2 separate regions of the Mus musculus genome follow, and region 1 is linked to region 2. A link is a contact called in public Hi-C data. All regions are on one chromosome and are shown on one strand. Each heading gives the region's core, a stretch centred on a gene start, on an enhancer-like site or on the middle of the called end of the contact. The rest is flanking DNA. Distances are from core to core; before and after follow the strand shown. Region 1 has its middle 63 kb from the start of 4930503O07Rik. Region 2 has its middle 70 kb from the start of Gm31870.

Region 1 (6,254 bases), core at 297-2,796, 570 kb before region 2:
TTTGTCTTTTCATGTACATGGAGAGTAAAATAAAATTAAATTACTTTTATAATCAAAGCACAAAACAAACTGCAAATATCTTAAAGATCTAAATGTGAGCAAATCCTTTAAAAACTAGTTATGTCTAATACAAAAGAAACAGCAAAATGTCACAATAGGACACCATTGTAACTATATCAACAAAAACAGAAATCTTCAAGATAAGAAATTTCTGTGCAACCAGAGACACCATAAACAAAATTAAGATACTCCACAAAATGAAGCATTATCGCACATGTAGCAAGCAAAACACTGACATTCAACTATAAGGAAACTCTTGCAAATCAATTTATAGAAACAAATGGAAAAATAAATGGAAGATGCAAAATAACAATTCTGAGATGAAATTCGAGGTAAAATGAATGTGGGAATGAACTCTGCCTACATGCCTGTAGTCAGAATGATTCAAGTAACACTACTATGACATATTCTTTACCACCACCCAACTAGCAGAGGTCTTTAAGTTAGAGGGTACCAAATGGCAGTAAGAAAGAGGAAAAATAAGAACTCTGAAATACTGCTGGTGAAAATACAAATTGTTACAGGTATTTTGAAGATCAAATTTGGCCATATCTAGTAAAATTCATGACTATGTCCTGGCAACCTGACAATTCCACATTAGTACAGAACTGGAAGAAGGTCTCTCTCATGTGCATGCATGCCAACAAGTGTCTGTGTTTAGGGTTTAGAAAGAACTATTAAAAAGAAAAGATTAAGAAGGTAAGAGAGAAGGAAGAAAGGAGGGAGAAGTATACTGGGGAGCAGGATCAGACAGCACAACAGGGTAAGACTTCAAGCCCAAGTGTTTCCAACACCTTGCTGTAGCTCCCAATTATTTCACATGGAGTTGGTTATCTGTGCACCAGCTGGTTCCTCAGGATGTAGCTTGTGACCCAAACTGTCATCCATACCAACTAGTGAAAAGATTTACCACAAAATCTGTTCCCTGGAAGCATGTTGACTACAGCATAAATGGCATTCTCCTCACAGTTCTCAAAGGGGAAAATAGAATTTTGCCAGCCACTTGGAAGATTATTGCCGGTCTAGAAAAGGTAACCAAGTGGCCTGTGATGGCTAGTTTATCCACAATATGTCACGGCATCCCAACTGCCTGTATGACATCTGCTTACACAATGGATCCTGTAGACAAACAAAAACTATTAGCAAGTGGGTACGGGGGCGGGGGGGGGGGCAAATACTTTCCATTGAGAGGCATTGAGAAGACATAACTCTAAGTCTTACAGTGAGAAAATCTGCTCTCACCCACAGCCGGGTGGAAAGGACCATCAACACTCATTTGGACTCTGAGTGCCCTGGCAGGAGAGACAGAAGGCCATCCTGTTAAATCATTTAATCAGCCAAGGTGGGCAGCTGCCTCACAGATAATGCTGGTGGGGGACAATGAAAGACAGATGATTTACCAATTAAATGCATCAGGCTTCCCAAACTCTGGGCCCAAGGACTGGAGTGCCATGTGTTTCTGCCAGACGCAGATCTGTCTTCATAAGCAAATTAGGCTTCAAGTTTGTAACTCATATGTCCAACCCCCTCCTTTACCTCCTCCCCCTATGCCCACACAAAGAGGATCGCATGTTAATGAACAAAGCTCAGACTTTTTCCATTTCTCTGCTTGTCAAAAATCTCTTTCACCTTCACGACCAGCAGTAAATCACACGTTCTGCTTGAGCAGGTGCTCAGGAAAAAAGAAAGAAAAACCACCAAATGGCTATCCTAGGAAAGAGGGCTTTTCAGAGGCTAGGCATTCAGTGTGCTGTAAAGCAGGAATGATAGCTTGCGTGCAAACAGTGAAGCTCATTCTGGCCATTCTTCCAGAAATGCAGCGTCTGGTGCAGACCAGGATTCAAAAGCAAGTCCAAGCACCAGCTCGTCAGGCAGAGCAAGGCTGACAGGAAGATCAGGAGCAGGAACAGCCAACATTTAGAGAGGAGCTCCCAATGGGTTTTGAGCTCCCACAAGCATTTATTATTCTTAACGTATTTGTGTTATGAGTATTTCACTTTATATTTTTAATATTACTTTCATTTGACAGATGGAGAATCAGAGAAGTTAAATGTTCTTCCTAAGTTCACACAAAGAAGACTTGTTATTAAAAATTGGAGGATTTTCAACTTATATATTATCTTTCCAAGATTTCTAATTCTGAAATTTTGTGAATATAGATAGAAACATCAGGAAACCATGGAGACGCTACTTGAGATGACTCAGTTTCTGTTATTAGAAAGAAAGATAAAAATTGGGTGTGGGAGATTAAATATCAAAAAATGAAAAAAAATACAAATAAATGAAAATAGAACCAGAAAATTTAAAGAGGAAAAAGTGAATAAAAAGAAATACTCAGAGATTTGGAGTAAGAATATTTTCTCACTCTAGTTTTGCTCAAAAAGACAAAACACAAGACACATACTATTTTGTCTAACTGACTGACTAACTAACCGACTGACTAATTAGTTGATTAACTAATGGATTGATTGATTGTAGAAAAGATATACAGTCATATAATGGAGTTCTGGACATTGAAATACCAGCTGATGAACCAGACAAAAGGAGATTCCTGCCTAGTTAATGTTCCCAAACATAGATGTATATGTAGAACTCTCAGCCAAGTAAGTCTTAGGAGTGATTGATCTCAAAGACACAGCATTCCCAATGAAAAATGGAATGAAGAGAGCTTACTCTTTAGTAGAGCTGGTAGGAGCCTTCTGTCCATCTCAGCATCTTGGCATGGTTTGGAATGACAGACACTGGGAAAGAAAGAGGCCACAGAGTGCTGTGCTGGGTCCCTCTCAGGGGTCTCCAGGGATGGTCTTGTCGAGATCTGCCTTAGGCATCTGAAAGGCTGTGTCCTGCAGGGAAGGATCCTGAACTTTATTATTCCATCACATCCATCCTCTAGAGATGCTGCTAGTATCTTTGTAACTACATGGCCCTGAAAACTGATGTGCATAATTTTATGTAACACTTCTTGTCATCTTCATCAGTTTTCTAAAGGACATTTTTTTTGAGTTAGGAAAAATATGGAAAACTTTATATTGTTTAGGTTCTAACTTGAAGACAAGAATTAAGGGTGGATCAAAAGACGTACAATAGTCTTCACATGCCCTGGCAGTAACAGACAAACCATTGATACTGTAATACATATGAGATTGCCTTTTAAGGGAATATTTTGAAAATAGCACAGAAGAAAGTTCTCCAGTATGTCTGAGCCAGTGAGCCTATGAGCAGAGCCCAGGCCATGAGAAGAAGCTGAGGTCTCTCTCATTAACTTCATGTGAGCTTTGTAAAGGAGGCACTTAAAAAAATAAACAAAGATGATATCAACATGATGGGGGAGGCGGTTCATTGGCATCTACTGTCTGGAACAGGGGAACAGGAGTCCCGCATCAGCCCTGTTTACCTTTTATACTGATATTTCTGCCAAAATTTGAGAGATTATTTGATGTTGTCAGAACAGAGGCTGGGAACACAGTGTTCTCCTGCTGTGCACAAAAGGTGGTATGGCTACCATGGGGTGCCTTAGAGTACAGTACAGGGTGTGTGTGTGTGTGTGTGTGTGTGTGTGTGTGTGTGTGTGTCTGTGTGTGTGTCTGTGTGTGAAAGACCTGAAAGTATTCTGCAGAAAAACCTGAAGATCATCCAGAGAGATAAAAGAATGAATGTGGAGTTAATGGTGTTTCTGTAAACACAAAAGGCACAGAGTTCTAGCATATACCGGATGAAAGGAGACAAGTACTGAGGCACACACGGGCACTGTCTAGTAAAGTCTGAATTTCAAGGAAAGAATTTTAAGAGCATAAAGGCATTGCTTCTGGCTCTGCTGCTAAGTAGCTGCTTATAGTAGGTTCCTATAATCTGTACTGACACTCTCAAACAAAGGGATTAGGGGTGCATTAAACCCACTCACATGAAGCAAGCTTTCATTGAGCCACTAACATAAACTCCATGAAAGCGAAAAAGCTGGGTTACAGGACAGAATATGATGTCATTTCATTTTTTTTTAAAACACTAATCAAGATAAGGCACACAGAATTTTAACATAAAAACCTAGAGAAAGAAATTTGCCAAATGAAGTGACTACTGAAGTCAGCCACAGAGAAGGATGAGTGTGTGGCCTTTTATTTATAACACCAGCATCATCAGTGTCTGCTTAGAAAGAACTTGAGGAATAACTTCTGACTGCAAAAGACAGCATCTAACATGGAACAATTAAATGGTGAATCAGACTGCTTTCTCTGGTGGATCTAGGAAAATCATGTGTTTGAATGTTTCAAAAAGACACATGTTTTAAAAAGTATATTTGTGGTAGAAGGAAGAGTGTAACTGAGGGACTAAAGGAAAAAGATCTCATGAGAGAGTCGAGTCAGTGCTGGTGTAAAGTGAGGATGGGTGTCCATGCAAGGGGGCTTGACCTTAAGTCAGGATTCATTTCATATTTCTAGGCAGAAGGTTTGCTGGATTGTTACCTATCATTTTGTTTTTAAGGATAGTCTTGAAGATGGATTAGAAAGAGCTAGAATGAAGAGGCCATTCCAATGACTATGCTAATAAAAGGCTAGAGTTACCCTGAAAGATGGCAAGAAGAGGTGAGTTGGCAGAAGCATTCCCAAAGTGAAGAAGACAGTGGTCCAGAGACTTAGATTGAGGAAGAGAGGACCTTAAAGACAGCATTTCTCTGGAGATAAAGACACTGCTGAGCTCGTAAAGATTCACGTAGGAGTGCTCATGTGCAGGGCTCAGGCTCAGACTCTGCACTCCTCTCCTTTTTCCTGTGGGTAGCACCCAGGCCACATTTTCAAGAATCATTGGTAAGTACAATTTCCATTCCAAAGATGAAAACATGAAATTACCTAATTCGGAGACCGTTCCAATGACCAAATCAAATCAATACCTGGTTGATCTGATCAACCGCATGGAAACTGGCCATTATGATGGCAGAGGGAAGAGGAACATTCAATAAAAAATGATTGATTCATTGTTCCCTATAAAGGGAACACAGACGTGGATTTTATTTCAAATGATCTGGGTGAGAAAATGAAAGCCATGTAAGCTCTGAGGAAACGCGTGGTTTTCTTTCTTGAAATAACTCAATTTCCATACCTGATTTCATAAGTTGGGCGCAGCACACTGGGAGGGTATTCCATCTCAGTTTATCCTGTGGCAGCCTTGATCTTCCTGCTCTTCTGGCTCAGGAGAGCTAGAGGGAGAGGGAGGAGTTTCTGGTTCCTATTGCCACACTTCCCTGCATTTCCTGATTGCGACTGAAACTTGAAATAAGAAAATGGCACTGCGGCAAACACTGGAACATTTTCAACCCATTAGGCCTAGAATATATTTGAATTCTTGCTCTTGAAAATGATTCCCTTCTTCATTTAATGAAAAAAAAAAAAGAATTAAAAAAAAAAACATGTAGAGCTACCCCACACCAAAGTTTGGTCTTTATAAATGTAGAAACATTCTTGGCCCTTCTCTGCCTTGTACTGAATTAATAATCCAGGGATATCTGAGATAATTAAGGTAATTTCATTCACTTTCAAAGTCATGTCTGCCAGTCACAATCACTCTTCAGTCCACAGTTCATTCAGGATAGCACATGAAAAGACAGACTGATTTGGTTCACAGATCAGCATGTTTCAGTTGTTTCTGAGAGTCAACAATGGAAAACACTTTTATTGCCATGCAAAGAGTTTTGAGAATAAAATAAAAGTGCCAAACATATATATGCAAGGTGAATGAAATAAGACATAAACTCACAGGCTTCACAAAAACTAACTCAATATGGACAAGAGCTGCATGTACACTGAAGATGACAGGAAGAAATATCTAGATAATGCCTGGGTGTGATCTAAGATTGAGAATTGAGGTGAGTATCTTGAAATCTAAGTTTCCTGTTCTGTGAAGAGCTGTCAGGAAAATTAATAGACAGGTGCTAGTAATTACATTAAAAAATAAATTTAGAAAAGAGAGATCTGAGAAGGAACTGTTAAACTCTGAAAACTTAATGAGGAAACAGTTTGGTTAGAACTTGACTAAAGAACTTCATAGATACCTTGTCAAACATCTATAGGTGACATGAGACCACGCTGAGATGCTCTGCATCATGTGTCCCAGGGAAATGCTGTGTCCTCAGTGGACAGTGAAGTGCTACTACAGATCTGTGAGAATAGTCAAGTTCCACAACATTGACAGCACCAAAAACA
Region 2 (6,811 bases), core at 751-3,250:
TAGTTTGCACTCTGAATTGGTTCCCTTCCAAAGTTCCCCTGCTCCAGGCACTGACACCGGACTGTCTCTGTGGCCAGCCCAGTTAAATGCAGATGTGTGGTCCTCTCGTGGTTAGATGGGCCTCATTGTTCTCAGTGAGGAGGTATCAAGTGCACGGGTTAACATAAATATAGCTCCTTGCTGCCCAGAGTATGAGTCCTCTTCTAGAGAATCGATAGCCACCACATAAACAGCAAGGCAGAGACTGGAAAGGCTCCAAAGCTTTCTTTCTGATTTTTCTCTGCTGCTGCTGCCAGGCAGTGAGGTTGTGTCTCAATGCAAGGGTCCCTTTCTCGGGAGCTTTTATCTTAGAACTATGTCAGAAATGATTTAAAATCAAAATTCCACATCACATGGCCTAACCCCTACTTGATTTACTCATCACAATGGGGGGCGGGGAGCATTCTCTTCAGAAGAATGTAAAGCTTCCTTGCAGGCTCAGAGTGTGTTGTTTCTGAGGCAAGCAAGCAGGAGCTGTACAGAGACCGGAGCTGCCACAGGGGTTGGGGTGGGAGGGCCCTAACAATATTCTAATGTCTCAGCTGAGGAGCATGCCACAGCTTGATTTCCAGGCTCCCGGCATTCCACAAATGTCCAGTCCCTGCCTCAGATTCATCCTCACAGCCCCAAATGTTGCTATGAAGTTGGCTGGTGGGAGTCTAAAGTAGATTTTACTCTTTTTCAGAGACCAAGAAAGCTACATCATCCTCTAAACTTAAGCAAATGTCAGCTACCATCTATTTTAGAATCTGAAACTCTTTACCAGGTATTTCAAGTAAACTAAATCGAGAAATCTCACGTTCCCTCTTTAAAACTCATTCCCCTGTCTCCAGCTTAAAAGCACACCCACCCTGTAATTACTCTGTGTCTCGGGGTGAGGTTTAAAGTCTAGCTTCTGATTGAGCCTTCTGGGAGACATGGAATCCAGCAGAGACACAGATGTCCAACACCTGCCTTAAGCATTCAGGAGAGTGGCATCCTCCTGTCTCAACCTAGTTGCCATCGGGCAGTCTGTGTCATCGGTGCCTTGGAGAGCTCCTCATGATCTAGAAATGTGTTGGTTGCTATGCAACTTCAGTGTCTCCTTCAAATGCACATGAAAGCACAGGATAACAGAAAGCTCGCCTTGGGTCCTGTGAGTCTGGCCTCCATAATTACCCATCCCCAATAGGGACATGTTGGGTTCTCACATGGTCTGACAGGAGCATGGCCTTTGTAGGGCAGGTTTGTATTTCACAAGCCAGTACCAAATATCACCACAGCAATGCCAAAATGCCAGGGAGCCTGCTATGAGGCTGTTCTGAAAGTCCTGGTAGACACTGGGGCTTATGTGTGTGTGTGTTTGTGCAGACCCTGACCCAGCCTTAAAACATGCTACCAAGTCCTCGAAACAAAGTGCAATTCTCACCAATAAGGTCCCACTAACAGTGAGTGTGTGCCCTCTACCTCTGATTCTGTGGCTTGTGGCTTTGTTAATGAGCTTGCAATCTTGGTAATTAGCCTCCTATTCTCCTTAACAGTCAGGGTATAGACCTCTGATTTATTCTCTGCCTGCCAAATCTACCACAGAATTCCCTGCTAAAATTGACACATCTGAAAGCCTGTGAAGAATTCATGCCAAAAGATCCAGGACAAAGCCACATTGCTCCAAAAGGACAGCAGGATGCCATATTTGGCTAGCGAATAAAGACCTTCTCTCTACCTATCCTTACAATGGTAGCCAGAAAGCCACACAGATAAGCATGCCTGTTTATACACAGTGTTGAAGGCAGACAATCAGATCCACTAATAACTTCATCCAAGTTATCTATGGCTGTTGGGAAACATGAGCCAGGAAAGGCAGACACGTGGCAAACAGTCTATCCACTGAAGCCCAACTCCAAGTGGGAGAACTGGAGTGTCGGTGGTACAGCTGGGACGGCTGCTGCCTCCTGCCAACCTTCTTCAAGACTACGCTGTGCAGCTGACACTTAACTTGTTTCTTCTCCCCCATCTCACTCAGTGAAATAACAACAGCTTTCCCTGAGCCGTGTGGAAAGGAAGCCCAGAAATAGAATAAACTTGTGTTGCCCAGACTTCATCAACTCACTCAGTGGCTGTCTGTGCCTCTGTCCCCACATGACCACAGTATTGCAGCAGCTCTGGTGGCATCTGCAGTGCTCCACCAAGACCGGTGTGCCACGGAAAACTGCAGATACCTGGAAGAGGCCCTAGTATTTACGGGGCGTTGATGGGCTCTCACCAGAGTTAACCACCTTCCTGCAGAGTTCCTGGCTCTGCTTGTGTCAACTGAGTCACCTGCATCCAGACACTCCATTTACTTTGTTGTGATTTTTTTCTGGGAGCCTCTCGTCCCAGCATGTGCACTCTTCATAGGGGCTAGTTTGAAAGGGGAATGTCAAATTCTTACTTCCTGGCTCACAGTTTGCTATCCTTGGCCAAGCTAGCCAAGATGCAGGGCTAGATCTTTCTCTCAGACATGTATATCTGCAGTATCACAAATTGAACACTAGAAGACCAGGTTCCAGAGAGGCCAGCAGGAAATCATCCGGGTCCCACACAGATGTAGGACAGAAGTAGGTCTCTCAGGTCTGACAGATTCCATGTATGACTGACCCCTGCAGCTGTACAAATACTACCCCTACCTGCCCCACGGTTGGTACACTAAAGAAAAATTCCTCTATTCCCACCAGATCACAACTATGGAGTCAAATTTAATGTTTGAGGAAATAGGTGTCTTAATTTCATCTGAGAACGTCATCCCTACTGCAACATCACAGTTAAAGAACCAACTTCTGTCATGTTTCAGAGAATCTTATTTTAATCAAAGGACAGTAACATTCTCAGTGGCCTCATTCACTGTCCCCCAGTAAACATTCCACAAAGCTGCCTTTCTGTTTCTTTCTTTCCTAACTCTCAATAATGCTCATGTACCCTAAGTGATTGGATTCTTCTGCCATGGTGATAGCCCAGTTTCCATCACTGTGACGAAGTGCTAGAGGAAAACAACCGAAGATTCGTATGTCTCGTGGTTTCCGAGACCTGTCCGTTCACTGCATTGTTTCCAGACACAAAGTGAGGTTGATCATCTGAGGGGCACTGGATGAAACAAAACCACTCATCCACTGTGGTTCAGACCGAGAGAGCAAGGGCAAGAGATGCAGACAGGAGGGGCTAGAAACAAGGAAGACCCTTTAAAGGTACAACACCTCTGTGACCCACTTCACCCAACTATGCCCCCCACTAATAGTCATTTAGCTATGAAGTTAGCAATGAAACTCTGAACAGATTAATTCATTGATGAGATTAGGCCCTTCCAATCTAATCATTTCTCATACAACACCAACTGAGAACCCAGGCTTACTCATAGGAGTCTGAAGGATATTTCAGATCTGAAATCGTATGTGAGGCTCTCCAGTTAGCCACCAGTGTGAGCTGGTTTTCCTCACTCAGTTCTTCCATCCTACTGCCCTGGGGATAGAGTCTCAGGTCTTTTATAGGGAATCTGTATCCTCATTTCTTCTGTTCACTCATTGCTAGAGGTCTACTCATGGAAATCTATCTGGGCCCCAGAGAAATCTAGTAGTTTGCCTATGAAAGTAGAATCCCCTGGAGATGAGGTTGGGGATTGGTTTAGCATGCTGGAGCTGTCTCTTAAGCATTAGGGAGTAGGGATGGGGAGGAGAGCATTTCTTGTTAGGTCAAGGTTGGGTTTAGAGGAGCAGAGTTCCAGGAAAGAGTGTGCCTCCATGCTGAGAAGCCTAGAAATGGATGGGCCATGCCTACCCCTCACCCTTCAGATGCAGAATCCTCCTTTTAAGGGCCAATACAAAACGGGTACAAAGTCCCTTCTTGATACTTAAAAAGGCTTCTGAAAAACCCAAGGCTTTCCAAGACAAGTCATAAATATGGAAATGGGCAGAAAATAATCTGCTATAATTAATAAGTCCCAATCTCTACCTGCAATAACTCTGTCTAGACACTGGCCTTTCAAAAGACTGCATTGTCTTCCTTCATTAGAAAGATGTTTGTATGTGTATACTTGCAAATGTGTGTGTGTGTGCATGAAAATAGAAAGAAAAAGACTAGAGAGGAATCTGAGAGAGGTCCTAATACTGATTCTATAATCAATAGCAGGGGCTTTCATGTCAGTATTGACCCCAGAATTGCAAGTCTCACATGACCAGTAGCCACCGTAATCAACCTCTAGGAGCCAGCCTGGGCAGAAGGCACTAACTCCCAAATGCAACAAAAAGGGGAGACCTCCTTTGTGGAAATTCTCTGTAAAGAAGAAAGAGATTCCAACCAAATATGAGAATAGAGCGCCTGAATATTGGGTGAGGGGGGGTATTCCTGCCCAAAGCCCTTGAAGCACCAACTGCATTGGTTCAAATCTCATCCCTGTCTCTCAGCAGCTGAGTGACCTCTAGCAATGACCTACCCTTCAGTGTCTTCCCTGTAAATGAGATTATCGGTAGCTCATGCCTTTCACTCTGGTTTGGAGAAACAAAGGAACTTACAAATATAAATCATACAGATCAATGTGTGACAAACTGAAGTTCTGGTGTGCCGATGCTGCAATGGTTTAGTAAAACCAAGTCCAGAAGTAAACGGGATGCTACAATGCCAGCCCTATTGTTTAGGAGCATTTTAAACCATGCGAAAATGCCTGTGCTTAATTGTCATATTTAAAAGTGAGAATTAAAGTGTTTGTATGCCATTCTGAACTGTGTTTCAAAATGACAACGTGGAATTAGAGCAGCAAAGGCCTAATTGGTTCTCTTTGGTGGATTATGAAAGACTTCAATCACCCTCATGTTTCTATATATGCATTTTCTGTCACAGTCTGTATTTGCTGCAAAGAAACAATGTTTATCTTAATATTTAGAACAATTCCAGTGTCTGCAGTGAATGTTTCAGTCAAAGTGTCTCCAAGAGAGGGCTGTCCATCCAATTTAGATGCAGTGCATGTCAACAAATGGTAAAGTCGGCTTCTGGGAGAAAAAGCATCCCTTTGTCAGCAGTGAATTCCTCCACCCTGCACCCACACAGGTTAAAAATACTGCTCCCTTTTCTGGGTGTTTCTCTGGAGCTACATTCTGCTGCTGTTTTGAGGGTACCTCCCTCACAAAAACAGTGGCTGCTTGAAGCATCACCTACCCGATCCCCAGCCACTCAGCATCCATTCACCCAAGTGTTTAGCTGTCATGACAAATGTGTCAATTGTCCAAAAGGACAGCCAGGCCTACATTTCTGCTTCAGTTCCATCCCACCTTAATATAAAATATGGTTGGAATACCAAGAGCTGAGCCTCTGTCAAGCTTCCCCATCCAGACCTTGTATTTTCTGGAACATTTTCAAAGATGGGGTTTCCACCTTGACTCTCAGCTTTGAATTTTATCACTAGCTTCTGGAAATTGGAATATTCCCCCAATATTTATGAGATTAGCTTTCTATCCAACAATTTGGGCTGCTATGAGTAATTTGGAGTTCAATCAGGAACATTCTATATGGAACCAGAACCAAAGCAGATGGACATGGTACAACACCCGAGGCAAGCAAACTCCTTTCTTTCTCCTTTGTATTCCTTTAGAGCAGTGGTTCTCAACTTTCTTAATACTGTGACCTTTAACACAGCTCTTCATGGTGTGGTGACCCCTCAACCGTAAAATCATTCTGTTGTTACTTCATAGCTGTAGTTTTGTTGTGAATTGTAATATAAATATCTGATATGCAGGATATCTAAAATGCAACCCCCCTCCAAAGGGGCCATAACCCACAGGTTGAGAACCACTGCTTTAAATGTATCAAACTCACCAACTATTATAGATCAGAGAGGTTTGACCAGCCCAAGGAGCCCTATTTATCACATGCATACAGACACATTCACTATGGCCAGGCACTGTAGCGAAGCTTTAAACATAGTAGCACATTAGACCTGCATATTACCCTATAAGGCAGATGAGTCACCTCATCCTTGTCTTCTAGCTGAGAAGGCTAAGGCTTGGAGAAGCAAAGTAATTTTCCCAACTTTACACAGAGGCTCATGTAAAGCCAGGGCCCTTGGACTCATGATCTACCACTCAGTTGATGAGGTTTGGTTTGGTTTGGTTTGGTTTTATATCAAGCTATATCCCAGAACTGAAAACCTAATAGCAGCAGCCAATAACCTATGATCCTTCCTTCTGGGTCTTTTGGGCCAAACAGAAGCAAAACACAACAATCACAGAAGCATGAAAGAGTCCACTCACTTTAATCCAAAATACTTTCTGATCTTTTACTTTGTGTGCCAGCTGCTGCAGTGAGGTCCAAAACGGATTAAAACCAGGGTACTGTGTAAATCGGTGTATGTTGAAGTTAGCTTCCACAGTCAACTTGACACAAACCTACAATTACAAAGGAAGAGGAGAAAGAAACTCAATGACTAATCAATATAGGAGGGTCCAGCCCACTGTGGGTGGTACCATCTTAGGTAGGTTGGTCTGGACTGGATTTTATTTTTACAATGTAGCTGAATGTGAACCTGAAAGCAAGCCAGTAAGCAGCATTCCTCCACAGTCTCTGTTTCAATCTCCTGCCTTGAGTTCCTGCCAGCACGGAGGCCAGCATGATGGACTGTAACCTATGAACCAACTAAATCCTTTCTTCTCCTAAGTTGCTTTTGATCAGTGTTTTATCACAGCAAAAGAGTAGCAAACAGGACAACATGCAAGAGGCAGAGATGAAACAATAAGTTAACTCTGAACATCAACAACATTGTGGGAAGCACATT

Evidence for each region. Hi-C and Micro-C count contacts between places; a contact is called where the count stands out from the background.
Region 1: a contact with region 2 is called in a Hi-C map of cortical neurons, with 2.8 times the contacts expected there. The contact joins two enhancer-like sites.

Annotation. Positions count from the first base shown.
Region 1 is chr1:194,156,458-194,162,711 of GRCm38.p6, reverse strand. No RefSeq gene overlaps it. Among named protein-coding and RNA genes, the nearest start is that of 4930503O07Rik, 63 kb to the left of the region's middle. Within about 2 kb of position 1,546, at least 27 of the 459 cell types and tissues checked have an H3K27ac peak or open chromatin away from gene starts, as enhancers often do. A contact at or near this core is called in cortical neurons, where this site is marked.
Region 2 is chr1:193,582,305-193,589,115 of GRCm38.p6, reverse strand. No RefSeq gene overlaps it. Among named protein-coding and RNA genes, the nearest start is that of Gm31870, 70 kb to the left of the region's middle. Within about 2 kb of position 2,000, at least 42 of the 459 cell types and tissues checked have an H3K27ac peak or open chromatin away from gene starts, as enhancers often do. A contact at or near this core is called in cortical neurons, where this site is marked.